6 separate regions of the Mus musculus genome follow, and all the other regions are linked to region 4. The links are chromatin contacts, called in public HiCAR-type and promoter capture Hi-C maps. All regions are on one chromosome and are shown on one strand. Each heading gives the region's core, a stretch centred on a gene start, on an enhancer-like site or on the middle of the called end of the contact. The rest is flanking DNA. Distances are from core to core; before and after follow the strand shown. Region 1 overlaps Tasp1 (taspase, threonine aspartase 1). Region 2 holds the start of Ndufaf5 (NADH:ubiquinone oxidoreductase complex assembly factor 5). Region 3 holds the start of Macrod2 (mono-ADP ribosylhydrolase 2). Region 4 holds the start of Kif16bos (kinesin family member 16B, opposite strand). Region 5 overlaps Macrod2 (mono-ADP ribosylhydrolase 2). Region 6 holds the start of BC039771 (cDNA sequence BC039771).

Region 1 (4,092 bases), core at 202-2,701, 3.0 Mb before region 4:
TACATAAAGATGCTGACAGCCAATAGCTGGGCAAAAGAGACAAAGCCAGGGTTTAGGGTTCCTAGGCTTGGCGGTCAAGGGGATAACCACGAGGAGGAGGAGAAGGTGAATGGGGGAGAAAGAAGCTGCCAGGCATTAGGTGAGTTCAAGAGAACATGGCCCTGAGAGCTGACCAATAAGAGTTAAGCCACCCCAGATGAAACATAGAAAGTAATAGCTCAGGGTTATGGATAGAAAAGTAGAGTCTAATAGCATAGAGGGTATATATCTGCCAAGCTCTTATGCTGTTTAAGGCTTATTGCAAATATAAAGATTGTGTGTGTCTTTTATCTAGGAACTATCCGGTCAAAGGTAGAATGGAAATCCTGGATCAGAATTAAATACATTCTACAAAATGGATATATGATCAAACTGACTTCTAAACGTCTGCATTTGCACCCATAGATTAGTGCTGACTTCAGCACTGCTTAGAGGAACTTCCTTTTGCGGTAAGCTGCAGTCAATCCAATGATTCACAACTGCTTAGAGTTGTGAGCAACTGTTTGGTGCTCAGTCCAAAATAGGACATCTGTATCAAGGCCCCTCTAAGTTCAAGGACTATAATGTAGGAGTAAGAAGAATGTAAGAGCTGGAGATAGAAGAGAATACCCTGCGAATTGTCATTATCTAGACATGACATGATGGTTGGTTGCACTCAGGAATTCACAGCAGTTATATTTACCTGAAAAATTCCTGCACAAGACCAAGCCAATCAAAGTTTCAGTAAGGGTGGGATAGGACTCATAAGCTCCACCCCTTCCGCAGGAGCTATCAGCAATTGATGGCTCCTGGATAAGTAAGCTATTTTTTCTTCCTGGGTGTGGCCATCATATAATGTAAGCTTTCTATAGAGTCTCAAAATGACATTAGCATTTTTAAATATAATTCATTATTTCACAAATTTTTGCTTTGGCAGACTATTTTTCTTCTATAAACTGTTCTAACCTCAATCCTGATATCAAGAATCCCCAAAAGGGGAAAAACTAAAATTGCATACATAAGAGAGAAGGGCCCTATATTCCCAGGCAGCCAGCACATAGGAACACAGGACCAGCAGCAACAAAAGCCCACATTCAGTATGTACTAATGGCATACCACACATCTCCAAGGAACACTGATGATTTTGAAATACATATGTCATCATATAAATGCTGCCATTGACTCTCACTGAAAGTATTGGGCATCTGAAAAAAAAAAAAAAATCTTTCAACACAGCCCCGTTAGAAGTCCACAGGGACAGATAAGTGATGAGTAAAGGCCTTTCCAAATTTAAAAGGAAACATTTGGTACTTCAGTTTCCAGAATTGCAACATCTCTTTTTCAACAAAGAAATTTATTACACAGTACGTCACCTTTTCCCTGTCAGGGGATTTACTGCCAATTCTGGAGTTGGGTTACTTCTGGTTTTCAAGCCTGTCTTGTGAAATTACAGAGAGGGTTGCCTTAAAAGTGATAGAACACACATGAGTTCAGTCTACACAGTGTCCCCTTGGCTATCAAACCTGGAAGCTATTATATACAAGAGGAAAACATAAGGAGCTTTATAAAGAGACAGAATAAGTGGTGAAGATGTCTAATACAGTCAAGTCCAAAGGCTAGCTCACCAACCATACAGAGTAATTCTCCAATGTGTACTTAGTTCTATTACATAATTCTCATCAAACTTTTGAGTATTTATAGCAACAGTATTAAAAACAACTCAGGCATTTTCATACACTCTTTGAGAAACAGTGGCTAAGTGAAGAAAAAGCATTTTTATTATGATGCAGAGGTATTATCCCTCAAAAATTAGGGTGATATGTATGACTAATGTATGCTTTAAATTCCATACTTAGTCATGACAGAAAATTATGTCAAACAGTTCTAATTCAACACAGACAAATATCTGATCTAAGATATACAATATCAATTCAATGTTTATCACTATTGGCAGCTTTACTGAAAAGATATAACAAACTACAAAAGTTTTAACTGTCTAAACAATTAGCTACATAAACAGGAAACTTTTTGGTTTTGTGAATGTGACACTGTCACAAATTAGAACATACTTAAAGAGACTGAAACATAAGTAAAAGACTTTCCACTAAAGAAGTAGTGTCACATCAGAATGTTCAAAGCTCATACACAACTGCCCTCTTCCCCAGTCTCTATCTGCTGCCCCTTTCTTTGTCAAAATGGCATCTCAAGGTGAGAATTAACTTGGTGTTCACTGAGGGTCATGATGCAACAGGATCTTTCTGCTGTCCTTAAACTCAGCTAAATCACAACACTGAAATGGGCACAGAAATTGGACAAAAGATGATGATTTTTTTTTTTAAATGAGAAGCAACAGGCTACATCAGAAGTGTGTTTCTAATTGTTATTGGCCCTAGATGTATATCAGTACCGTGACAAGTGAGAAATGCATTACACGGAAAGTACATTAGGCTTCCCACACCTGAGACCTTAATTAGGGCAATGGCCATTTAAAAAGTAACACCATGATGCTCAGATGGTGTTCTTTGCCAATCTCTTATCTAGGTTCTTACTCTGTTAAAAAGTGGACCGCAGACAAAGGCAACTCCACATGTCAAATCTGAGGTGAATCGATTGGGATCTCCATGCCTTGGCTTCCTGATTTGAAAACTCAAAAATGGCTTCATGTAAATGACATTAACATTCTCACAAGACAAAATATACCTGTAAGTACCTTAGAACTTCAGGAAATCTATGCTTAAAATGTAGTTTCAAACAAGGAGTCATGGCTCACCTGTCTATATTCCCAGCACCAGGAAAGGTAAGGAAGGAGGTTTATGGAGATGAGCCTAAGGCAGGCCAGACAGTGATACAAAGTAAATCCTGTCTCAGCAGTAATCATAACAGTAATGGCTGTGTGCTGGCTGGCTGAGTGTCAACTTGACACAGCTGGAGTTATCAGGAGCTTCAGCTGGGGAAGTGCCTCCATGAGATCCAGCTGTGGGGCATTTTCTCAATTACTGATCAAGGGGGTGGGGGCATTGTGGGAGGTGCCATCCCTGGGCTGGTACTCTTGGGTTCTATAAGAGAGCAAGTTGAACAAGCCAGAGGAAGCAAGCCAGTAAGTAACATCCCTCCATGGCCTCTGCATCAGCTCCTGCTTCCTGACCTGTTTGAGTTCCAGTCCTGACTTCCTTTGGTGATGGAAGTGTAAGCTGAATAAACCCTTTTCTCCCCAACTTGCTTCTTGGTCATGATGTTTGTGCAGGAATAGAAACCCTGACTAAGACAGGTTGTTATTGTTATTGTCCTTGTTGTTATTATTATTAATACTTCAGTTTAAGAGCTTACAATGGATAGAGAGGAAATGCTTTTCAAACATTCTTAAGTAGTAAAACACACTTTTAGATTAACTTCAATTGTAGAGAAGCTTTACAGTGGATGAGAGAAGGTCACCAACTTACTAATTCATCATTAAATGACCAATTATTATATATACCTAGAATTTTCACAAACATTTTGCTTAGTGTTTACAGCTGACTCAGAGAGATGGCACGTCATCCCCAACTGATGAGAAAGAGAATGACTGTTGTCACTAAAATTCTAAGACTCAAATTTTATAGTTACTGTTTCAACACATGAATAAGGAACGGGAAACAAAAGAAAAATCCTCAAAGCCTTGAGAAATCTGAGCCATGGGACTGGTTCAGCAGATAAAAGCACTTGCTGTTCTTCTAGAGGACCCAAGTGTGGTTCCCAGTACCCCTGCATCCACTGCAACTCTAACTCCAAAAAACCTGATATCATCTTGTGGCCTCTACATGAACTTGCATACATGTGGCATTCCTCAGAAAGACATAAACATGCATACATATAAATATAAAATATAAATCTTTTTTATAATCTATTTATAAAAATAAATGTTTTAAAAAAGTAAACTCTGAGTCCATGGTAAAAATAAAAAATCTGAGTCCATAAAAACAAGAAGCTCAACAGGTCTGGTACTAAGCCTTAGATAGTAGAAGGCTCCAATTTTATTCACTATACCCTGGAAACAGTAAGTTCCCAAGACATATGCCAAATGAAAAATTGAGATTT
Region 2 (4,258 bases), core at 702-3,201, 2.7 Mb before region 4:
TGTAAACCAAGGTTTTATAAACCTAGGGTTTTGAGGAGGGCAATGTTTAGTAGCTGACTGCCCTCAGAATTTTTATAGTTCTAGCTTGTACTTGCCATCAATTAAAAGATTATTCTTGGTGCATAGAGCCACACACGTAAAACCAAGATTCTGAAGGCAGAATCATGCTTATTATGAGGCCAGATCTTAGATAGTTTCATAGGGAATTGGTGGTCAGTCTGGGTTACCTAGTGAGATTGTTTCAAGAAACCAAAGACAGATGCTGGGGAGAAGGCTGAATCAGCGAAGCGCTTGTAATACAAATACAACATGGATTTGATACTCCAGAACACACACACATAAAACAAACAAACAAACAAACAAACAAACCCTGAATGCCTGTAATCCCAGAGACAAGAGGACTCACTCCCTAATCATCCAACTTAGCTTACTTGAGGAGCTTCAGGTTCCAATGAGAGGTTCTGCTTAAAAAAAAAAAAAAAAGTGGAGAGCAATTGAGGAAGACACTAGCCATCACCTCTGGCTCCATATACAAGCACCCTTCCAAACATATGAGCACACACGTGCATGGGTATGTGGGCTGATGTAATCATCTACAGATGCAACAGACACAGGAAGACAAAAACAAAAGATTCTGAAATCTCAGCTGGTCTAATTGGGTTTTCATAGTCTTGTTTCATTCTCTTTGTTAATGTTTACTTCATAATTGCATAAGCTTTTGGTTTTACAAAGCTGTCTCTTAACTAATGAGGGGCATTTAAAAAAAAATCAAATCAGATTTACCTTAGTGTTATTTCTATAAATCCTAGTTTCTATCAAGACCCAAATTAGTCTCAAACTACAGTTAACAATTGTCACGTTCTTCTTAATAAATTTTTCCATGTGTATGGGTGTTAAGTATTCATGTGTGTCTGCATATCACTTCTGTGCCTCCTGCCCATGGACGCCTGAAGAGGTCTTCTGAGCCCCTGGAACTGGTTTTACTGACTGGACAATAGTCAGCCATCAAGTGGATGCTGGAAATTTAACCTAGGTCCACTGAAGACCAGCAGCCAGTGCACTTAACCACTGAGCAATCTATCCAGTCCCAAATGTCGCTTTTTTATAACATTTTATTCTCAAAGTGACTAAGGCCTAGATAGGCTATAAACACACAAAAACGCTCACAGAAGTTTGTATGCCTAATGTTCCTTTGTAAAGCGTCCCTGGTGGTTGGATTTCTCCAGATTTCAACTTTGCAAAAAAGTCAGAAGTTTCTGTATGAATAAAAGCTGACTGACCAAACAAGACAGTATTTACGCCCCTCACTCCTGCGACAGACTGTACGCCATCACAACAGGCTAGCCTAGCCTTGAACTGCAATCACTTCTGTCTCTCGGCCTCAATACTGGAATTACAGTGTTGCTTTACTTCAGAACCCTTTACATTCTAATAGAGAGAGAGAGAGAGAGAGAGATACTACAACACCTGGAACAGCTGTACGACACAGCTACCACCTCAACCAACTGCAGTGCGTGTGAATGTTGGAAATGGAAGCCCACGGCGAACATGGGATGTTCAGAGGAGCGAAAGCAACTGGACAGCACTTGAAACGCTTCCCGGTCTCCCTCAAGTCCACCCACCCTCTGGCCTGGGAGCTCCAGGTCAGCTCGTCCCGAACCATCTTCCCACCTCACAAACTTTCGGGGCAAGTTACTCGGCTGCGTTCTCTGTCTCTCTCGAGAAGCAGCTCTGAAGAGAACAATGAGGCCAGAAAGGGACCGGACTATAGGGGCTACTCACAAATCCCAAGGAGAGCCCGACGGGCGACCGCACAGTTTCCCACCACTCTTCTCAGATCCCAGTCTGAGTTCACATGGAGCGCACTCCCACAATCCTCCGCGAGACGCTCCGTCTTAACGGCACGCGAGCTGGGCCAAACTACTTCAACCTTCCGCCTTGGAACTGCGCTAGTCGTAGTCCCGTTGGCGCATGCGCCTAATAGAAACCATGCCCTGCTGTGGCGCCCGGGCTGAAGATGCTGCGAAAGGTCGTTCTTTTGCGCCTCTGCCCACTGCTTGGCCGGCCAGCGGTCTCTGCATCGAGCGGCAGTCGCAGGGAGGTCGCTTCTGGTGTCCCTCCTTCGGGCAGCACCTCGCCCAGAGCCCTAAACATCTTCGACAGGGAATTGAAGAGGAAGCAGAAGAATTGGGCCGCCCGGCAGCCCGACCCCATGAAATTTGACTACCTGAAGGAGGAGGTGAGACTGTGGGGCTGCGACGGAGGGAGGCGTGGAGCCGGGTAGGGCGGACCCACCCACCCGACTGTGTGACCTTGAGAAGCTTCACTCTCTAGAGCCTTTCTGATTTTCCGGGAAGCACGAGAGGCTCCGATAGCATGCGGGGCAATCATTCATTCGCTTTGCAAACACTGCTTGAGTTCCAGGGAAAAGCAAGATCATTTAGGAGTGAGTAGGAGACACATAGACAGGGAATGTAATTGCAGCAAAAGGAAGGTGAAGAAAAAGTGAGATAGCGGTATTGGTGACTGCGGTGGTCAAGAATGGCTGTTATGGCGAAAAGTGAGAGATTAGTTGAGCCGAGATGAGAGATGGGACGAGTCTCCTAGGAAAAGGAAAAGTGCAAAACTCCTAAGGCCAAAAGGACGTGTAGAGGCCTTCAATAAGTCCTTCCATTCTGTTCAAGAAAAGCTTGTAAGAGACTGAGTACAAGGTGTGGATAGTTGACTGCATCCCGGATGACGCCAGTCCGGGGAAGGGTGGTACTTACCATACGATTTCTTTTATGTTGTGTTTAGGAGATGGTCGTCTATACTTTTCCAGACTTGGTGTTTACTAATTTGCAAGCATTGGCTGTCTTAATTTATTATGTAATATATACCAGCCTGACCTCGAATTCATAGAAATCCACCTGCCTCAGCCTCCCGATGTTGATGTTGGGTTTGAGTTTCCGAGACAAGGGTCTTTTTAATATATCCTGGTTTGGAACTCATAGTCACCGTGTATTCCAGACTGGCCTCAGACTTGTGGTAATCCTGCTTACTCCTGAATCGAAGGACTATAGACATAAACTGCCACACCAAGGAGATCGTTAATTTTGATTTCATTAAATTTGCTTCTAAAGTAATTTGCTTCCGTTTGTTTTCAGGGTATTTTATTATTTCCATAATAAAAAAATAAAGTATTTGTAAAGGAAGTTGCTGTGGGACAATAGCAAATGGGATAGAAGGAAACACTTCTGTTTTGAAACATATGTTGAATCTTAGGAAAAAAAGTTACTTTTCTGTTAAGCCTGCTTGGTGTATTTAACCCATTGACTCTTGAAATTTTCCAGGTTGGAAGTCGGATTGCAGACCGTGTTTATGACATAGCCAGGTAGGAGATGCTATTTCAGTGAGATGCAGTCTCTCCTTCTCCCTGCTCCTTTCTCCCATGCTCCCCTCTCCCAGTCTGTCTCTCTGTCTTTTTCCCAAAACAGACAACTTGCTCTAACTCCTAAGCTATACCTTGAACTAGGCTTGGACAGCCCACCTTTCTTAGGTTCTTAAGTATCTGAGACTATAGACCTGCTTCTCCAGTCCTGGTTAAGAACAAAATCTGATGTTGAATGAAGACTGGAAATTAAGTGATGTGAGTTTGCTACGTGGAGTAGTTGAGTATGAGAAATGTATTGGCAGGATTAGAGATTTAACTCACTGTAAACATCTTTCTTTTTAGATTTTTGAGATAGGGTCTCACTATGTAGCCCAGGAGGCACTCCTCCTGCCTCTGCCTCTAAATGTTGAGATTATAAGCATACACAGCCACTCCTGCTTATTCTTTTTCTTGTCCGGGAAAGCAAATGCTGTTTTCTTTTCTTTTTTTTTTTATTAGGTATTTAAATGCTGTTTTCTTCATTGGTAACTTTTATTTTTCTTTTTTTAAATTATGAATGTAAAACTTGTAGCTTTCTTCAAGCCTGAATGACTGATCTACTTCATGTAGCCCAAATTTAGATAGATTGCTCAAAATATGGAATTAAAAATTTAACTACATGTGAAATTTTAAGATTTATTAAACTTAAGTTTAGGTTTTATTGAAATGAACAATAGAATCTTCTGCAGTTTGAGTGAAGGAAAAAAAAGTCTATCTAGATTTGTTTTCCAGTTAGTATAGGTGAGACCTGTTGGAGAACCCTGCTAGTAAGGTTTGCAGCCCACCATGTCTGGATAGCTTTCTAAGCTCAGTGCAAAGTGGAAGACTCCCTTTCTCAGAGGGGCT
Region 3 (4,523 bases), core at 717-3,216, 2.5 Mb before region 4:
AAACCATTACTTCGTAAATATCATTGGCTCAACACAATAAAAGCCTTTGAGCTGACATGAGATGTTAACAGTGCAGCATGGTGGAAGGACATGGTGGAAGGACCCTAGGCTGGTGTGCAGCCTCCCTGAGGAAGAGCTACCTGGTAGGAAGCACTCTCTGGCAGACACCTAACGTTGAGGACTTTTAAATAAGTCAAATTTTTCCTGAATGAAATATGATCTTTAGATGCTGATCTGGCTCATAATGACATCATGAAATACCCAAGGCAGGCTACTTAGGAAATAAAGGTACCCCCATTTTGCCATATGGTCCTGGAGGCTCAAGTCCAAGACTAGGTGGCCCCATTAGTATGAGTCTCTGGTGATGGTGCCACATCATGGATGGAATGTTACATGTCAAGCTAGAAAGCAGAGAAGCACAAACAAGACTCTCATAATTCTCTTTGGAAACAGGCCTCAGTGACATCCCTAGGACCTACTTCTTAAAGGTCTCACCACCTTGGAATTGTGGCACATTCAGGAAGAAAGCTTTGGATGCTTGGTCCTTTGAGGGACATCCTCCATGTGTCAAACCACACCTCTTGGTTAATGTTAACACTGCCTTGACCATCCATGAGAACTTCGTCATCTTTCCTCCCAAAGTCTACCCCATTGCCATTTTATCTGGATTCTACATGAGTCAAAGCCCTTCTTATTTCATTATCAGTGTGATTTCAAAGGCTTCCTTCTTGAAGCTTTTTTCTCCCAACAAAAATAATGTTTTATGTATTTGATAGCATTTAAAGAAAAATCCCAAAGAAAAATGTCAAAATAAATATTACTGTTTTATGATGTTGTGAATTCATTTTTAAGTCTCATTACTCAAACATTCTTCCATTCTTTACAATTCTCAGCTTGGTCTCTCTTTTCCCTTTTCTTTGTCATTGTCATTGTCATTATTATTATTATTATTATTATTATTTTAATGCGTTTTACTTCTCTTTGGTGGAAGGCAGTTTAAGGTTGAGGCACGAGAATCCCTAAATTGTGGCAAGCCTGAGCTACAAAAGACCCACTCTAAAAAACAAACAAACGAACAAACCGTGTTCCCTAAAGTTATTTGCCAATGCATATAACTATATTGATCCTAAATTGATGAATAGATGTGAGTTTCCCAAATCCACTAAGCCAGCTTCGTGGAGAGATAAGTTTGGGGTGCAAAGAAGAGGGTGCAAAAGTTCTATGTTCTAGGTCACTGCTCTTGAGGTAGATTCTCTGGCAATTGGATTTCCTGAATCATGAGAGAACTACCTAGGATGGAGCTAGATCTTTGGATGAGAAGTTGTTTTGAAGTCAATCAGGAATAAAAGACAACCAGGCACTAGTTGGATTTACTTTGATGTGGGACTTGGTTCTCATACATTTTGGTCACCAGATCTTAAAACTCTCGAGTTGGCCCTGTGTACTGTGAAGCTTTTGAAACTTCACAGAATTCTAACTAAATCTCTAACCCACGATTGAGCAGCGGGTTGCACACGGTCTGGATCTTTTCTTTTGGTTCTATTTGTCCACCGAGAGGAAAGCGTCAGGTAAAACCTGTTCAGACGAGGCGGTTACAACTTCTAGGACGGGTGACCTCTTCTTCATTCTACAGTCCCCTAGACTCTCATCATTGTCAGCGGGGTCTGGGTCATCAGGCACACCTGCTGGCAGGCCACGCCCTCAGGCCCTGCTCCTCCCGCTCCCCGCAGGCGGTGGCTGCACGCCCCGCCTCCGTCGTGAAGCAGCCTCCCCGCTCCTCGAGCTCTGGCCCCGCCCCTTCCAGCTCCCCAACGTCCTCGGCGTCGAGCCCAAGCCTGCGCCTGCGCCTGCGCCCTGAGGCTGAAGTAGGGGCGCGCCTTGGCTAGAGCCGGGAGAGCGGCGGGCGGAGCAGCCAATGGGCGGCGGCGCTGCCTGGCTGCCGGGAGGCGGGGCCTGCGCGGGTGTTAGGTTAGCGCGAGGCGTGACCTAGTTGACAGGCTCTGAGGTGCTGCTGTGGCGGCGGCCGCCTGGCAGAGCGGGCGGGTCGAGGGAGGAGGGCGGCGACGGGCCAGCGGCTAGCGGCGCGGGACGCAGAGCCTTTGCACTTTTCCCTCCCGAGTGTCCCCTCCATCCACCCCCCACACTCCACACACCCTGTTTGCCCGTGAGCCTGGGGAACTTGCAGCTTAAAGCCAGCCACCCCCACGGCAGCATGTACCCCAGCAACAAGAAGAAAAAGGTGTGGAGAGAGGAGAAAGGTAACCGGCCCCGCGACCCCGGGGACGGGCGGCGGGTGGGTGGGGGCGGGGGCCCGGCGGGGCGGCGCGACGCCCTCCGCCCGCAGCCTCCTCGCGCCCTCTCTCTCTCGGCCGGTGCCGCTCCTGCCCGCGGCCGCGTCCACGCGCGCGCACGCCACCGGCCACGCGCCGCCCGGGCACCTGCGGCTCGCGCACTTGTGGGCGCACACCCCTCCGGGCGCCGGGTCACCTCCTACCCCGCGTGCTCGCCTCCCGGCAGGCGCGCGCCCCCGGGCTAGGGTACAAGTTGGTCAGGACCCCAGCTGGCACTTTGTACCTCCCGCCGGGTGTCCCGCGGACCGGTGCCGGCCGGCCGGTGTCGCTCTGGCTGCAGTTGCTGAGCCTGGGGAGCATCTGCACCCGCACCTGCCTTCCTCCGGTCCCAGCCTCTGTCCTCCTGACATCCCAAAGTGGCTGGGGTCCCCGCTATGCTCAGCTGCAGTGTGACTTTTGAAATTTGGAACCCAAAAGGAGCATCTTGTCGGAGAGAATAAGTGCCCTCGGAGAAGTCTGAATGGGCTTTCCTCGGCAATGTGGTTCTCTGTTGCATCCTCATTCATAGTGTGAAGTCGCACGGAGTAAGACAGCGAGCACTCTGTGAATGAACCCTTCCATCCCTGAGTTTTGTGCACATCGAGGCTTATCCAAATCCGTTAGATTGACAGCGGCACGGATTCCTTTAAGAAATAGAACTGTGCGATAAGTTCTTTTTCTCCTCCTGTCTGTCTCATCTCAGTTTCATAGGTCATATTGTGATGTAATGCTTGATTCTCTGGCATATTTTTCTTCATCTTTTTCTTTCTTCTCTTTTAACCTGTTTTCTTACCTCAACCTCCGACCCCAATTTCAGAAAAACTATTTGCATTGCTACTACCAACTTGCACCAAATTTGCATATAAAAGATGGAGCAAGGGTGTACCATTTCCTCAGGACTGTCTTCTTACGGAACGGGGCTAAAGGGGGTAACTCAGTTGAAAGTTGATTTTCTTGCTGATAGCTTGTTAAACATTTTTGTTGCAAGTCTCTGTCCTTTGTGAACCTTTTGACCAAACAATGGACTTAAAAGTGAGAATTAGAAACAATTCTCTAAGTAGTGCCTGCTTTATGAAAAAAAAGTATCGAGGAGGGAGTATTCAAATCAACTGCAGGGAAGTATGAATATGGTCGAGTAGCGCAGTTAAAGTATCCTTTAAATATTGAAAGATTCGCTTTAGTGTCATTGTTTCAATGAGTGTGAGTGCTGAGAGAACTAAAAGTCAAAGTGTCACAGAACAAATACTCTTTAGCTTGAGAGCTTGACTGCAGGGCTGGGACATAGCTCACAGGTAGAGCACATGCTGACCTCAGTGAGCCCCTACACCTGGTGCTGGGGAAAACTAAACAAGCAAACAGATCAGGAAAGAGCCAGGTACGTGAACTAGTGAGACGTTTTATTAGTGCTTAGCTTTTGTAGTAGCAATTTAAATTGAACACACTAATGTGAGCATCGGAAAAGTTATTTATTTATTTATTTGTTTATTTAATCCGTGTTCTATCTGCATGCACACCTGTTTGCTAGAAGAGGGCATCAGATCCCATTATAGATGGGCTTCCATGTGGTTGCTGGGAATTGAACTCAGGACCTCTGGAAGTGTTCTTAACTAGTTAAGCTAGTGTTTGTAACTGCTGAGCCATCTCTCCAGCTTTGCATCATTGATGGTAGTAAAATATAGTGTAAAATCAATTTACATTGTACTTGGTAACATGAACCATTGAAATTATAGTGACTACCTAAGAACTGTTTTTACTATATTAGACAAACTGCTCCTAAAGTAACATCTATACACATAGATTGTGATAAGCAGACATTTAAGAATTTTCAGTATCTTACTGTTTTTGCCTTTTGTTTCTTTTATAGGAAAAATATAACCAAGTCTTTTCAATTAATTAATTAATTAAGGTACTAACCAAAGTTTCTCCTACATTCTCTCCCCACAGTCCTTTTCCCCTTTCTTTCCACTCATGACTCCTACTTTTCAGAAAAGGGGAGACCTCCCATTAATATTAACCAGTCTTGACATATGAAGATGCACTAAGGCTGGGTGCATCTTCTCCTACTGGGGCTAGACAAGGCAGCTCAGTAGGGGCAAAGAGTCTCAAAGGCAGGCAACAGAGTCAGAGACAGCCCCTGCTCCTACTGTTAGGAGTTCCACACGAAGACCAAGCTGTATAACTGTATGTATATGC
Region 4 (4,292 bases), core at 567-3,066:
ACACTTCCCCTCAGAGTCCCCTTCAACGCGGGAGAGCTTTGCCCTTCAGGACCGCCAAGGCCACTGGCACGGCCAGGTGGGTCAGGGGTTTGTCCCTTTCAATCCAGACCGGCCTCTGAGCGGGGCTGCCCGGGGTTGGGGTGTGGCGAGGGTGGGGGGCGGGAGGCCCCACTCACCTGCGATTCATGGGCCGGACTCTCACGGCCACCTTGACCGATGCCATAGCTCATCCCGGCCCGGCCCGCGGGGGCTTCCAACAGGCCTGCGCCCCGCGGCCGCCGGCCACTCCAGCGACTGTGCCCGTGCCCGCGCCCCCGCCCACTTCCCTCTCACCCGCCCCTCGGCTAGGGCCGACCTGGAGTTGCTAGGCGGCCACACCTGCCAGGCCACTGAGCATGCCCAGAGCGGCTCCGGCCCGCGTGATCCACGCACCGGGGTTTGGCAGCTGCCTACGGCGCGAAGGGGCGGGGCCCGGAAGTCTGGGCCCCGCCTCTTCGGTGGCCACGCCCCAGCGCAGCCCCACCTCGAAGTCAATGGCAACCGGCTGTGCTGTCTCTAACTCGGAAAGTCAAACCCAGTCAGGCCCAGGACGATCACTGCATTTAGAGCATTCTCAAGGAAACCGAGGAATGGACTACCGAAAACGAGCATTGCAACCAATAACATGGTCCTGACTTTATACGGCCCGTGCTCGTCAACTCATCTGTCTTGTTGAGAAGCGAAAGGTCGTGGAGAACTCTGAGGGACTGCTCTGTTTCTTCAAAGAGTTCTAAGCATGTGTTCTGAACCACAAAATTTAGGGTACCAAGAAAACAAAGGATCGAGGATTTTTTTAGGCAGATAGAAATGTCGTTATATTGGTTGGAATCATATCTAAAGGGAGTTTTTGCATTTTGGGGACAGTTTAGCAATTTAACTTTAGTCATTGGATCAAAAGTGAGGACACCCGCTTTCTTCTTTCTTTCTTTCTTTCTTCTTCTTCTTCTTCTTCTTCTTCTTCTTCTTCTTCTTCTTCTTCTTCTTCTTCTTCTTCTTCTTCTTCTTCTTCTTCTTCTCCTTCTCCTCCTCCTCCTCCTCCTCCTCCTCCTCCTCCTCCTCCTCCTCCTCCTCCTCCTTCTCCTCCTTCTCCTCCTTCTCCTTCTCCTTCTTCTTCTTATTCTTCCCTTTTTTTTTATGAGCTAAAGCCCCTGGCATCAGTGATTTCTTACCGGGCTATCTCCCTGTAAATTCATTCAGTTAACCCTATGCCTTCACCTGTAAGTCACCTGCTGGACACAAAAACTCCAGTATCAACTATCTTCCTCCTGCCCCAGTCAGGGTCGCTCAAAACTTACAGACCAGCCTTCCTCCTGGACCCTGATCTCCTGCCTTTGCACTTGCTGATGGAGTATAAAGCAAGCCTACTGACTTGCTCCTCCTCACCCTCGAGGTCTCTAACGACCACAATGGAACATTCTGTCCTCAAGACCAGCATATCCCCGCTATTATTTCACTCCCGGGCAGATGACTTCGGTTCAAATGGTCTCTAGAAAGCTTAGATGTGATGCTGCTTAAGTCCCTGAGGGGAGCCGAAAAAGTCTCCCGGGTTTTTGGCTCGAACTCCAATACTAGCTTTGAGTCTTCCAGTCTGCCTCGCCTGCTAAACTGGAACTCCAAGGGTTTAATAATAGACTAAGTGAAATAATACGACGGCCAATGTGTGGTCCACTAGTACCAGGAGTCCTCATCTCAGCTTTCCTAGAACCCTTCAAGGTAGGGTAGAATCAGAACGTCCCCTTTGTTCGGAGTCCTACAAAGCCTGGACTAAGGCGCTTACAAGTTTAGAAATGGGCGCAGAGTCAGCCAATCAAGGGCGGGAAAACTCGGAGGGTTGAAAATGGGGCGCATGCGCAATAGCAGAAGCAGCGGGCGGGTCCAGGCACAGCCGCCAGCCAGGCTGCACCCGGCTGTGGCAGCCACGGGCAGGGGCGGAGCCCGCCGTATATGGGAGCTGCTTGGGGACAAACTGTGTAGGGTGCGCTCTCGGGCGGGCAGGGCTTCAACACCCTACCAGCTGTAGAGTCGCTGAGAGCAACCAAGACAACCAAGAACAGGTGTGCGAATTCTGCACTCAACTGCAAATCACTTGTTAATGTGAGTTCCTGTTCCTGGAGGTTTTGCTTGTCCAGTTTGGGCTTATGCAGGCCATTCTATCCATAATTTCCAGCAGCCTACACGTGTACATAATCCTCTGATTCCAACACCACCTTGCGATTTGACACAACCGACAAAGTGCTGCGGCCCACGGAACACGAACAGCAAGCCTGCGGATTTTAAACTAGAAGCAGCGAGGTTTCTCGCCAGAGAAATGACTGAACAGCCACCCCTTGATTAATTTACTCTCTGCACCAAGAAAAATGAATAAACAGGAAGGTTTTTAAGGGCTTGCTCATCTTCTCAAATTCCAATGAATCTCTGGTACCCCTTTCATTTGTTTCTGTCTTTAGAAATTTTAGACTTTTTAAAGTCTTCCAGGACTTAACCTGCACAGAAGCTTCCTCCGGAAGTCAAGTGTGAGGCTCCCCGCGTGAGGCTCCCCATTGACTAACTGCTAAGCACAGCATCAGTTTGGTAAGGACAACTGCCAGGAGAACTGTTACTCAGAAGAATCACCAAATAAAGTCTCTTAAAGCTCCTGAACGTGTATGGGGGGGGGGGGATTACCTCTATATAGTCTCCTCTAATTAAAATAAAATGTGCAGCTGTAGTAACATCTGAAATTTTGATGATACTGGAAATCACAGATATTTAGGGACTGTTGCAGCTCTCTCAGATTGTTCTTCCTTTTTTATTTTGACTTTGAAATTAGGCCAGTTGTGAAGCTGATACTATAACTTGTTATTTAACAAAAGGACACATAACTTCATTATATTTATTTTCTATACTGTGGTTCTTGTTCAGAAACATTGGTTTTTGTTTTGGATCTCATATCGTTTACATGATGGATGTAAAACAGTTATTCTGGGGCTGGAGCGATGACTCTTGCCAGTTAAGAGCACTTGATGCTTTTGCAGAGGATGGGGACTCCGTTCTCCGCTCCTACATCGGGCAGTTTACAACCATCTGTAACTCTAGGTGATCGAATGTTCTTTCCCAGCCTCTGCCAGCACAGGTGCACACTACACACACACATTCAAAAGTAAGTCAGGCATGAATATGTAAAGGCGTGTGTGTGTGTGTGTGTGTGTGTGTGTGTGTAGGCAGGAGGTGACTGTTTTGCAGTAACATTCTGAACTTCATTTATTGTTGAATTTCTTGCTGGTCCTTTTTTTTTAAGATTTATTTATTATTATAATAATACACTGTAGCTATCTTCAAATGCACCAGATCTCATTATGGGTGGTTGTGAGCCACCATGGGGTTGCTGGGATTTGAATTCAGGACCTTCAGAAGGGCAGTCAGTGCTCTTACCCACTGAGCCATCTCGCCAGCCCCTTCTTGCTGGTTCTTAAGCGACCTTATCATTTCCAAATAGGTATTGGTGATTTACAGTCCCTAAGTCTTAACAACTTCAGTACAAAGTGAGAAAACCCAAAACACTATGTTGATTTCACTTCAAAGCATTTAAATCATCTGGGAAAAGCCTCATCAGAAGGAAAATACTATGGACCCATTAGCTATACTTTATTCTTTTTCTAGACTCTAGAGAGTAAAATTGACTTACTCTTTCACAAATAGGACATTTTTACAACTTTGATAAACATATTTAAATTGGGTCTTAAGACATAACTGACATCTCATAAACACCTTTATGTAATAAGTGATACATAAGTACTATAAGCATTATTCACACGGTAGGTATGCTTTTGTTGTTGTTGTTGTTGTTGTTTTGGGTTTTTTGTTTTGTTTTGGTTTTTGAGACAGGGCTTCTCTGTGTAGCCCTGGCTGTCCTGGAACTCACTCTGTAGACCAGGCTGGCCTCGAACTCAGAAATCTGCCTGCCTCAGCCTCCCAAGTGCTGGGATTAAAGGCATGTGCCACCACTGCCCGGCCACAAAAGTATGCTTAATATCTCCTTTGAGGGATGTCTTACAGGAGAAGCTGAAGTTGAATTTAGTTGAGTTGTTCTGGTTAGATTAAAAAAAAAAAAAAAAAAAAAAAAACCTTAAATTTAAACATAGCTTAGGAGTAAAAGAAAACTTTTATCAGACTGGCCTGTGGGCAAGTCTGTGGGGCATTTTCTTGACTAATATGGACAGACTCAGCCCACTGTGGAGTCACCCGGGATAGGTAGTCCTTCATTATATAAGAAA
Region 5 (4,182 bases), core at 1,659-4,158, 2.1 Mb before region 4:
TAATGCTACTCACCCTCTATATCTTTCCAAAAGAAATGGTGCTTTGGAAATATAATTTGAGTCCTTTTGTGCTTAGCAATCCTTCTCCTCTCTATGCTTTCAAGTGTAGTTTTACTGAAAACAAAATTCTAGCCTGATTTTTTTCCCCCTTCAGTACTTTGAAGAATTTTTTTGTTGTTTTTGAGAAGCTTGTTGTATCCTAAGTCCTGAGATTTCTCAGTAACATGCTTTGATGTTCATCTGTTTTTGTCTTCACTGCCAGCCCTCAGTGGACTTGTTTACTCTGGACCTCCTGTTCCCTGCTTGAGGATCTCAGTTGTGTCACTAATTTGTTTCCCCCCACCCCTCTGGAACTTCTCATGTTTATCTTTGTAGGATTTATACAATATTATACTGGATTACAGGATGATCTTTTTCTTTTTTGTTTAACATTTGTGTCTTTAAATTTTCCTCTATTCTATCTCTCAAACTTCTATTTCTTTTCTGGTTACAATTTTCCTTTGTGTGAGTTACTCTTTTTTGTTTCCTGAATCTCCCTCTTTGAATTCATTTGTACTTGGAGCAGGGACAGCCCAGGCATTCCACTGAGCCCAGTGTATAATAGATAGCTTTGCCATTCCAATGGGTCTGAGACATTGGTGACTTTGACAAGGCAGTGATCATTCATACAGGGGTGCACTTGCTCCACACAGGCTAGGTGTCAAAAATAAAAACTTTTAATGCTTGTTTAAGCCACAGCTCCTTTAATAGATGAAAAAAAATGACTTAATCCCAGTTTAGGAGTGAAGGAGTAGATTTGACAGATTATATAGTGTTCTCTTTGTAATGGAAATGGTTAATAGTATTATGTAAGTTTCTGGTAAAAGTTAAAAATTTTGTTTTCTTATTTGTACCCCATCATAACTTGTAGTTTGCTAATTTCTAACTTCCAGCCAATCATAATGAAGACCAGATTTTTAGACTGGCAGTTAATAGTACACAGATACCATGTGAAGCAGTGTGGTCTTTCATCTCAAAAACTATTCAGAAGAAAATACCAAATAGCAATTTTGCAAACTTTAGGAATTCAATTTTTAGTAAGCTAAAATATAGACAGAAAGAAATGGCAGAACAAATGAATGTCATTATAATGACTGATCCTAATAGACAAACTGCACTGTCTTGAACATATATAGTATATCTATTAAAATTGTTGTACTCTAATTTTATATATGACAGTACTGATAGTAACTTAGCTTAATTAATAGTATTCATTTTATAAGTCACACTCAAAAGTAGGCAGAAATTTTAAGTGAGGTATGTAAAAGAGTTGCCTTAATTTTTACATTTTAGAAAACTAAGTAACTTTGCAGGTTAGTTTACAAAATGAACTCTACTTTAATTTTCAAGTTAGAAATATTAGAGCTGAGTGTTATCCTCTTAATAATGTACTATAGTTTTGTTTTAACTCATATCAGTTTGGTTTGCAATGTGAAAGTGGACTCTAAAAGAGATTCATGTCTTGCAATTGAAAGATGGCAAGAGAGTTCACTTGTGGCGCTCTTACCATCTTTGAAATAAAGCTATGGTGCCAGTAACAGCTCCACACAGTCTTCTTAGAGCATGTCTCGGGATTAATGGACTTGTACATTTGTGCACAGTGAACATGAATGTGGTCATTTGAACAGCAAGCAGAGCGTCTGTTCTCATCTTAACTAGGACTGTTGTGAATGGACTATTATTGTGAAGCCTGATAAACGACAGAGTCCATTGGTTGCTTCAGCTTCTAGAAGCCCCTAAGTAGGTTCAGTGATGAAGGTATTTTGGTCTCCCAATAACTAAATCCTGGAGGAAGTCTAGCACTGCCCTGGTCGGTTATTGAATGTCTCCAAATTTAGGGCTGATAAAGCAAAGAGTTATCCTTTAGTATGTAGTATTTACTGCCTTAAAATCTAAATTGGGTACTTTTCTTGGCCTGTTACTCATGAATGGAGAGTTGAACCTAACCTTCACAGATTATATACACAAAGCACCACTGATATTTAAACAAGATATAGTATTTCATATAAAACGAATCCCCAAGATAGTGACTTTAAACTTACAGGAAGATCAGTGTTCTTATATATTTTTATTTATGTTTTTACATGAGGCCAGAGCTACTATAACTAGAATGATTTCTATGGCATTTAGATGTCCAATAGTGTTTGATTGTTTTCTTCTCATCCGTGTTGTTAGGGACACATTTTGTACTTACAAAACTAAATAAAAGTTTATGCCTAGAAGTCTACAATGCAGTACTATAGTTAATTCAAGAATAAAGAAGGGATGTTCAGCTAAGACAAAATTCTAGAAGGTTTGGAGGCAGGGAAAGGAATAAGGAAGACTTGCTTTGAAGAGGTGTGTGAGTTGATATAGGTGGGCTACACAATGCTCTGTTCACCATAGAATCACTAAGGCTGTGGACAGTTCACAGTAGGATGGCGGTCTCCCATACCAGCAAGATGAACTTTTCTTCTTCTCTATGTCAGGCTTTCACTGTCCATTCTGCAGATCACGTGGGAGGACGTGGAGGAGTTAGTATCCACCATGGACCCTCAGTGAATAGGATAAGAGGAAGAGTCTGTGGATGAATGACCCAGCATCGTGTCTCCCCCAGGAACAAGATTTGGTGGTGCAGCATACTTAGAGTAACCTTACCAAAATTGTGTTTCAGTGGCTCATAGTGCTCTGTTGCCGTTTTACATAGCCGTTATTGAATCTTACCCTTCCTAATCAACAAATCCAAATGAACAGATTACTCCCAGGTCAGTTACCTTAGGAACAAAAACTCAAACAATTCAGTTCAATAGAGATGGTGAAATAACAGTGCAAAGTGCAGATGAAGCTCAGCATTGGCGAGCAGTTGTTTACATGGAATTTCACATTCACGGCTTCAAGGCAGTTAAATCAGTTACACCACAAGGCCTATTGGCAGAAGGCTTGGCACTCTTCTCCAGGCAGTGCAACTCTCCAAAAGGTTAACAGATAGACGCCACGGCCAGAGCTTAGCTTCCATGTGGTGGGTTCTTCTCCTCCTTGTTTTGTTTTGCAGTGTTAGGTCCTTGAGCAAATAGGTGTTTAATTTGTCTTTGAGTCAGTGCCAGAGTTATTCTTTCAAATAATAACTTGGCGGTGGTATTTTGAGAAAGTTGAGGATAGCATATGAGAAACAAACCATCTTATGATTCCGACAAGGCAGCAATAGCACTGGGAATAGAACAAGGGGAAGTAACTGAAGGATATATCATATGGTATGGTGTGGCTTGGTAGAGGAGAGAAATTGTTCTTTATGATTCCCACCAAGACCCTCAGGAGTGGAAAGGGGCGGGGAGGGGTAAGAAGGCACAGAGTCAGCAACACAGGAGTCAGTTGAGAAGCAGAGCAGATTCATTTATTGCAGGAAATGGGCAAAACTTTATACTCCCTCCCAGGATCTCATTGGCTCTCAAGTAGCCGGATGTGGCCCTGTCTCTTTCTCATTGGCTCGCTCCTTTGCCTCATCCAGCATCAGCAGTCTCTAGCCCTGCCAGCAGATTCTAGGTTGACTAGGGGAAGAAGGATCAGTGGCGCATGTGCCAGCATTGCAGCTGGGCCTGCTTGGCGACGTTCCTCCTACAAGAACGATGTGAAAATGTATAAATACGGCCGGGCGGTGGTGGTGCACGCCTTTTAATCCCAGCACTTGGGAGGCAGAGGCAGGCAGATTTCTGAGTTCGAGGCCAGCCTGGTTTACAAAGTGAGTTCCAGGACAGCTAGGGCTACACAGAGAAACCCTGTCTCAATAAATGAATGAATGAATGAATGAGTGAATGAATGAATAAATGTATAAATACTTATAACCTGGATTGCCAACTAAGAGGATACTGATATTTTCAGTCAAAATAGACAATATTAGCAGAAGACCATGCCTTTAGTTGGAAAAGTTTGCTTTTATGATGAAAATCTGTCACCCAGCTGCCAAATACCTATTTTTTCCCTCTGTGTTAGATTCTTCATTTTAACTTAAGCCTATAATGTACTAAGCTAGAGATACCTCCCAGATTTCCTCAAAGCTGTTCTTAGCCATGTGCCTAGTGTTGTGCTAGATTTCCTCAGAGACAACATAGAAAACAGAGGCTAAACTGGAGGTTGCCCTGTCACTAGAGCCCTATGCTTACTGTCTAC
Region 6 (4,253 bases), core at 582-3,081, 2.8 Mb after region 4:
GCATTTTTATTATTTTGGCGTATAAAACTCTGAGTTGGAGTAGAAGTATGGCCTATGTCACCTTGATCTAGAAAGAGAGCAAATATTGTAATCATTTATATACCCCCCTCAGCATTGTGAAGAAACAGAATTCTACAAACTTCAGATCCCCTGTTTGAGTCCAGCTAGGAGCCCAGGTGAGACCTGGCAGGCTCAGAAGCCTGTGGGAGCATTGAGTGGAGGACACGAGTGTGCAGAGGCTGGGCGAGACAGCACAGGCTACACCAACTGTCAAAGATGAGTCTCATCCTGAGGAAGGGGACTCTGGGAGAGATGGAGGGTGCTAGGAACACTTGCCTCTGGAAACTTTGTGATGTTGAGAAAGTCAGCAAAAGAGATAAAATGGAGGATCCTGAAGAAAGCAAAGGGCATCCCAACAGAGGGCAGACGACCCTGAGAGCAGACCCAACTGATAAAGAAATGACACCATTTTAACACTAGAGGGCGTGCTTGAATCAGGAAACCCAGTCAGCCACCCAGGCGCTGCCCTTGCTTGCACCGGATCTAACTAATGGTCAGAAAAGAAATGTGGTGCAAACCCAGGAAGCAGAAGTGTACTAAGCAGAGCTACAGCCTGAAGAAAATAGAGTTTGAAAGTCAAAGCATTTCCCATCATAAATGTTGTTATCATCTCTTAGGTGTAAACACACACACACAATATCAATCTTTCCCCCCCCCCCCCCCAAGGGAGGCTACAGAGAGAACTCTGTGGTTAAATTCTCTTTCAGAGGATCCAGGTTTGATTCCCAGCACCCAGGGAGCAGTTCACAACCATCTGTAATTCCAGTTCCAGGGCGTGTAAGGTCCTCCCCAAGTGTCCAACATGCAAGTGCTGCACAGACATACATGCAGGCAAAACACTCAGACACATAAAATGGTGATGATAATAATGGACTTAGAAAGGAAAAATGAGAGTGGATTTATAGTCCTCTTGTATGTGGGACTTTGCAGTTGTTGTTAACCTTGGGCTGTGGGGCCGAGAGTAGTTTTCCAATAGAGTTGAACAGCAGCCACCATCCAGCCTAGGTGTTCTCCTGGCCACTGGCCCATCAAGATGAAAAGTCTTAGCTATTGCCCCTCAAGCCTATGGGGCTTTGTGTCTACTTGTACCTGCTAGGATGGAAGAGGAATTTTGCCACATTTCTTCTGAGGATAAATTGAAAAGGAAAAGATCCAGTGATGTCCCTTCTGCTTCCTGGTTCATTCTTCTTACATCTGTGAGCTGCATCCTCTAAGCAGTTAGGTTGTTCCGAGGCCACCATGCTATGAGGAAGCCAACCTTAGCCAGAGAGGCCGATGACAAAGTCCGAGCTACATGGAGAAGCGACCTACTGCTTGCCAGCTGCCAGGCCATGCCTCCTCTCACCCCCCAACCCCACATTCTAACTCCAGCTACCATCTGGCCATGGCCTCATCCGACACTCTCAGCCAGAACTGCTCTGCTAAATTCTTCTGGAATTCCAGACCCTGAGAAACCATGGCAATAAGGAAATGAGTATTGTTTTAAGCCACCGAGTCTTGTGGTCTTATTACACAACAATGGATAATTAGGATGAATAAATCCTTAAGGAATAAAAACGAGTTCCAGAGAAAAACAGCAGCTTTACTTAACAACCTTTTATGTTCGTTTTTTGTTTTGGACAGTTCTCGAAGAAGCTGACAGTACAGAACATGTCGATTTTGGAGAAGAATTATGTCCTTCTTTGACTTGGCTTATAAACTAACCTTTCCCCTGAAGAAGAATTGAGATATTTTTAAATGACTTCCTTTTCCTTTTGTCTTTCTGTTTTGTAGCTGGGAAGGTTTAACTCTCCATGGCTTTTGGCAAAAGATGTGGGACAGATTGTTAGAACCATTCACTACGTCCATGCCTGAGACAAAGGTGAAAGGATGCAGGAATCTGTAGTACATTGCACAGAGGTATGACTGATTGGTTTCTTCCAGACTGGATGTGAGATTTACTACTGAACAAAATTCGGTAGGGTATAGGTGAGCATAGTAGAAGCCCTTGGTTATGCAGGGCCCACCACTTCTCCAAGAGGCTGCAGTTGAGGACATCTTTGACTCCATAGCTTGCTGGAACAAACCACTTCTCAGCCGCCTCGTCTTCAAATTCATCTACATTAAACTTAGTGAAGCCCCGCCTCTTTGAGATGTAGATCTTCCAGCAGCTAGGGAAATGGAACTTGGTTCTAGGCGGGTCCTTAATCGTATGTTCTTTAGAATGTGGCTTGGTGCAGATGGATATGATGACCCAGCAGATGTGAACCCTGGCCACTGTGCCTTGGGGCTTCTCAGAGGCATGCACACCTGTCTGGAGCCTAGAGTCGGGACAGCGTTGAGATTAGAGACAAGAATAACTGCCAGGAAATTGTCTCAAAGGTCCCTTAGGAAAGCAGACTGTGTAACTACCCATGTGGGCAGTGCTGGCAAGTTTTGCTGCCAACTTTAGATGCAACCAGCGTGCTAATCCCAAGGAAACACTTCCCTGAGCAAGTTGCCTCTGAGGCCCAGGGAACCCCTTCAAGTTAGGCATCCTCACAGGATGGAGCCTCCGATGGGTAGAGCTTTGCCCTCCGGACTCCTTTTGCCTTGTCTCAGGACAGTGCAGGGGGTTCTGTGGCATTAATTGCTTTAATAATCTCACTTGCTCTCTCAGCGCCGTCTGAATGCCCTCTTGGCTTCAACTTACTTCTGCTAAATAAGTTAGTGTGTAACTTTTACATTCCATTTCACTCTTGTTCTAAGGACGCAGGCATAATTAAGGCAGCTTCTTGATCGAAATATTATGTAAATGACCCCTATTCCCGGTCCTGGTGGGATCCCTGCTTGCCACTCAACGTTGGTTTTACCTTACCAGTGATTAACACCTGCTATAAAGCTAGATAATTACAACTAGCTGATTTCCTCATACCAACACCTGTACCTTCAGACATCTTCCCTGGGGTTTCAGTGGCCTGCTCTCTGAAAATGTCTTTGTCACCTTTTGTCTATTGCTCCAATCTGTTTTCTCCTGCGGGGTCACCAGAGTGACAGGGACATTTGACCTAAGTCGTCATGTCCTTCTCATTCACTTCATTCTGCCTGTAGCATCCTCTGGTGCTGAGGTCCAGTCTCCACTTTTATCTTTGATGAGAAAGAAATCTCTTCCATCTTAAGTGCTGGCACAGGATTCCTCACCTCCAGTCTCAAATTGCCCCTCCTCCAATTTCAATCTCTTGGTCCCAGACAAACCTCTTCATGTTACAGACCAAGAATAATTCCATTTCAATGAGAAAGGAACCTTTTTTTTTCTTTTTTGAAACAAACCATTTCAGTAGCTATCAAACCTGTTTTTCTAAATATGGCCACATCTTTTGTTTCTGTACACTTTTGGATGGTTCAGGTTTATCACAGTCTTATTAAGAGCGGCACCCAGAATTTCTGAGCAGAATGTCAGAGAGTGGCCTGGACTCTTTTGACCTTTAGCTTCCTCATTGTTAATGTTCCATTTTCTGGATACAGTGTTATCAATAGATTGTGATTCCACAGCCATCTCTTGGGTGCCTCAGTCTAGATCTTCCATGGAGCCACAGTCGGCTCATTCAAAAACGAAATGGTTGCCCACACTGACACCAGTCCCTCCAGACTTAATGAGGCCAGTAGGTCAGTAGGTCAGAGTGCCTGTATCTCATATCTAGATCCCAGGCCTTATGACCTAGGAAGGGTTGGATAGTTTTCTTTTCTCCCTTCATTATCTATTTGAGGATATGAGTTTTAGGGTAGAGAATTTTTTATTCTGACAGAATTAGCCATTTGTTTCCAGTAATTTTTCAACCAATGTTGGGCTTTTCAAGTTCAACTCACCTTTCCCCAAATGTAATAAATTATCCCCTTGCCTCACACCTCCTCCTGAAAACCACATCTGTCCCCTTCTCCTCGGGTCTGGAGCAGTTGGCTATAGCTTCCATTCTCTAGGTTGAGTCAGTAGGTTCAGGCCCCTGTCACGTGACCTAAGTATTTCTTCTGCCTCTAGTGCCCTATCCGGATCAGATTGTCAGTGATCAGTGTAGATGTGCAGTCATTTGCCCAGTCCCCATCTGGCTTATCTTTCCATGGTAATCCCCAGCCAGGTTCCTGGGGCTGACTGGCAGCAGACAGTACTTTTGTTTTTCTTTCCAGCCACACCCTCTCTTAGCCAACCTGTTCTGACTATGTGAAATGCCTTTCCCCAC

Evidence for each region. Promoter capture Hi-C pulls out the DNA fragments that hold promoters and counts their contacts. HiCAR-type assays count read pairs that join an accessible place to other places.
Region 1: a promoter capture Hi-C map of liver shows a contact between it and region 4, with 4 times the contacts expected there. The contact joins the enhancer-like site here to the promoter of Kif16bos in region 4. A contact is called at or near these places in 7 of 39 promoter capture datasets (the 3T3-L1 cell line, 3T3-L1-derived adipocytes, the C10 cell line and 2 more).
Region 2: a promoter capture Hi-C map of liver shows a contact between it and region 4, with 7 times the contacts expected there. The contact joins the promoter of Ndufaf5 here to the promoter of Kif16bos in region 4. A contact is called at or near these places in 12 of 39 promoter capture datasets (the 3T3-L1 cell line, 3T3-L1-derived adipocytes, the C10 cell line and 7 more), 3 of 484 Hi-C or Micro-C datasets (B cells, CD4 T cells and liver), 2 of 115 datasets of contacts at active chromatin or transcription factors (astrocytes and embryonic stem cells) and 1 of 9 other capture datasets (liver).
Region 3: a contact with region 4 is called in a HiCAR-type map of astrocytes, with 8 times the contacts expected there. The contact joins the promoter of Macrod2 here to the promoter of Kif16bos in region 4. A contact is called at or near these places in 15 of 39 promoter capture datasets (the 3T3-L1 cell line, 3T3-L1-derived adipocytes, cranial neural crest and 10 more), 6 of 484 Hi-C or Micro-C datasets (CD4 T cells, LSK cells, embryonic stem cells and 2 more), 3 of 115 datasets of contacts at active chromatin or transcription factors (astrocytes, bone marrow-derived dendritic cells and pro-B cells) and 1 of 9 other capture datasets (adipose tissue).
Region 5: a promoter capture Hi-C map of liver shows a contact between it and region 4, with 5 times the contacts expected there. The contact joins the enhancer-like site here to the promoter of Kif16bos in region 4. A contact is called at or near these places in 4 of 39 promoter capture datasets (the 3T3-L1 cell line, cranial neural crest and liver) and 1 of 115 datasets of contacts at active chromatin or transcription factors (astrocytes).
Region 6: a contact with region 4 is called in a promoter capture Hi-C map of the 3T3-L1 cell line, with 4 times the contacts expected there. The contact joins the promoter of BC039771 here to the promoter of Kif16bos in region 4. A contact is called at or near these places in 3 of 39 promoter capture datasets (the 3T3-L1 cell line and liver).

What each region holds. Positions count from the first base shown.
Region 1 is chr2:139,918,615-139,922,706 of GRCm38.p6, forward strand. All of the region lies in intron 10 of Tasp1 (taspase, threonine aspartase 1), which reads right to left. Among named protein-coding and RNA genes, the nearest start is that of Tasp1, 150 kb to the right of the region's middle. Within about 2 kb of position 1,452, at least 37 of the 459 cell types and tissues checked have an H3K27ac peak or open chromatin away from gene starts, as enhancers often do.
Region 2 is chr2:140,168,695-140,172,952 of GRCm38.p6, forward strand. It overlaps Ndufaf5 (NADH:ubiquinone oxidoreductase complex assembly factor 5), which reads left to right and starts at 1,952. Exons shown (of 11, transcript NM_027093.4): 1 at 1,952-2,239; 2 at 3,333-3,373. The coding sequence starts at 2,018. Esf1 (ESF1 nucleolar pre-rRNA processing protein homolog) reads right to left here and starts at 1,864. Exons shown (of 14, transcript NM_001081090.1): 1 at 1,783-1,864.
Region 3 is chr2:140,393,464-140,397,986 of GRCm38.p6, forward strand. It overlaps Macrod2 (mono-ADP ribosylhydrolase 2), which reads left to right and starts at 1,967. Exons shown (of 19, transcript NM_001013802.3): 1 at 1,967-2,258. The coding sequence starts at 2,213.
Region 4 is chr2:142,901,149-142,905,440 of GRCm38.p6, forward strand. It overlaps Kif16bos (kinesin family member 16B, opposite strand), which reads left to right and starts at 1,817. Exons shown (of 2, transcript NR_131921.1): 1 at 1,817-2,093; 2 at 2,207-2,424. Kif16b (kinesin family member 16B) reads right to left here and starts at 316. Exons shown (of 26, transcript NM_001081133.2): 1 at 177-316. The coding sequence starts at 223.
Region 5 is chr2:140,770,148-140,774,329 of GRCm38.p6, forward strand. The region is part of intron 3 of Macrod2 (mono-ADP ribosylhydrolase 2); the gene reads left to right. Among named protein-coding and RNA genes, the nearest start is that of Flrt3, 100 kb to the left of the region's middle. Within about 2 kb of position 2,909, at least 10 of the 459 cell types and tissues checked have an H3K27ac peak or open chromatin away from gene starts, as enhancers often do. A contact at or near this core is called in liver, where this site is marked.
Region 6 is chr2:145,699,364-145,703,616 of GRCm38.p6, forward strand. It overlaps BC039771 (cDNA sequence BC039771), which reads left to right and starts at 1,832. Exons shown (of 4, transcript NR_033220.1): 1 at 1,832-1,959.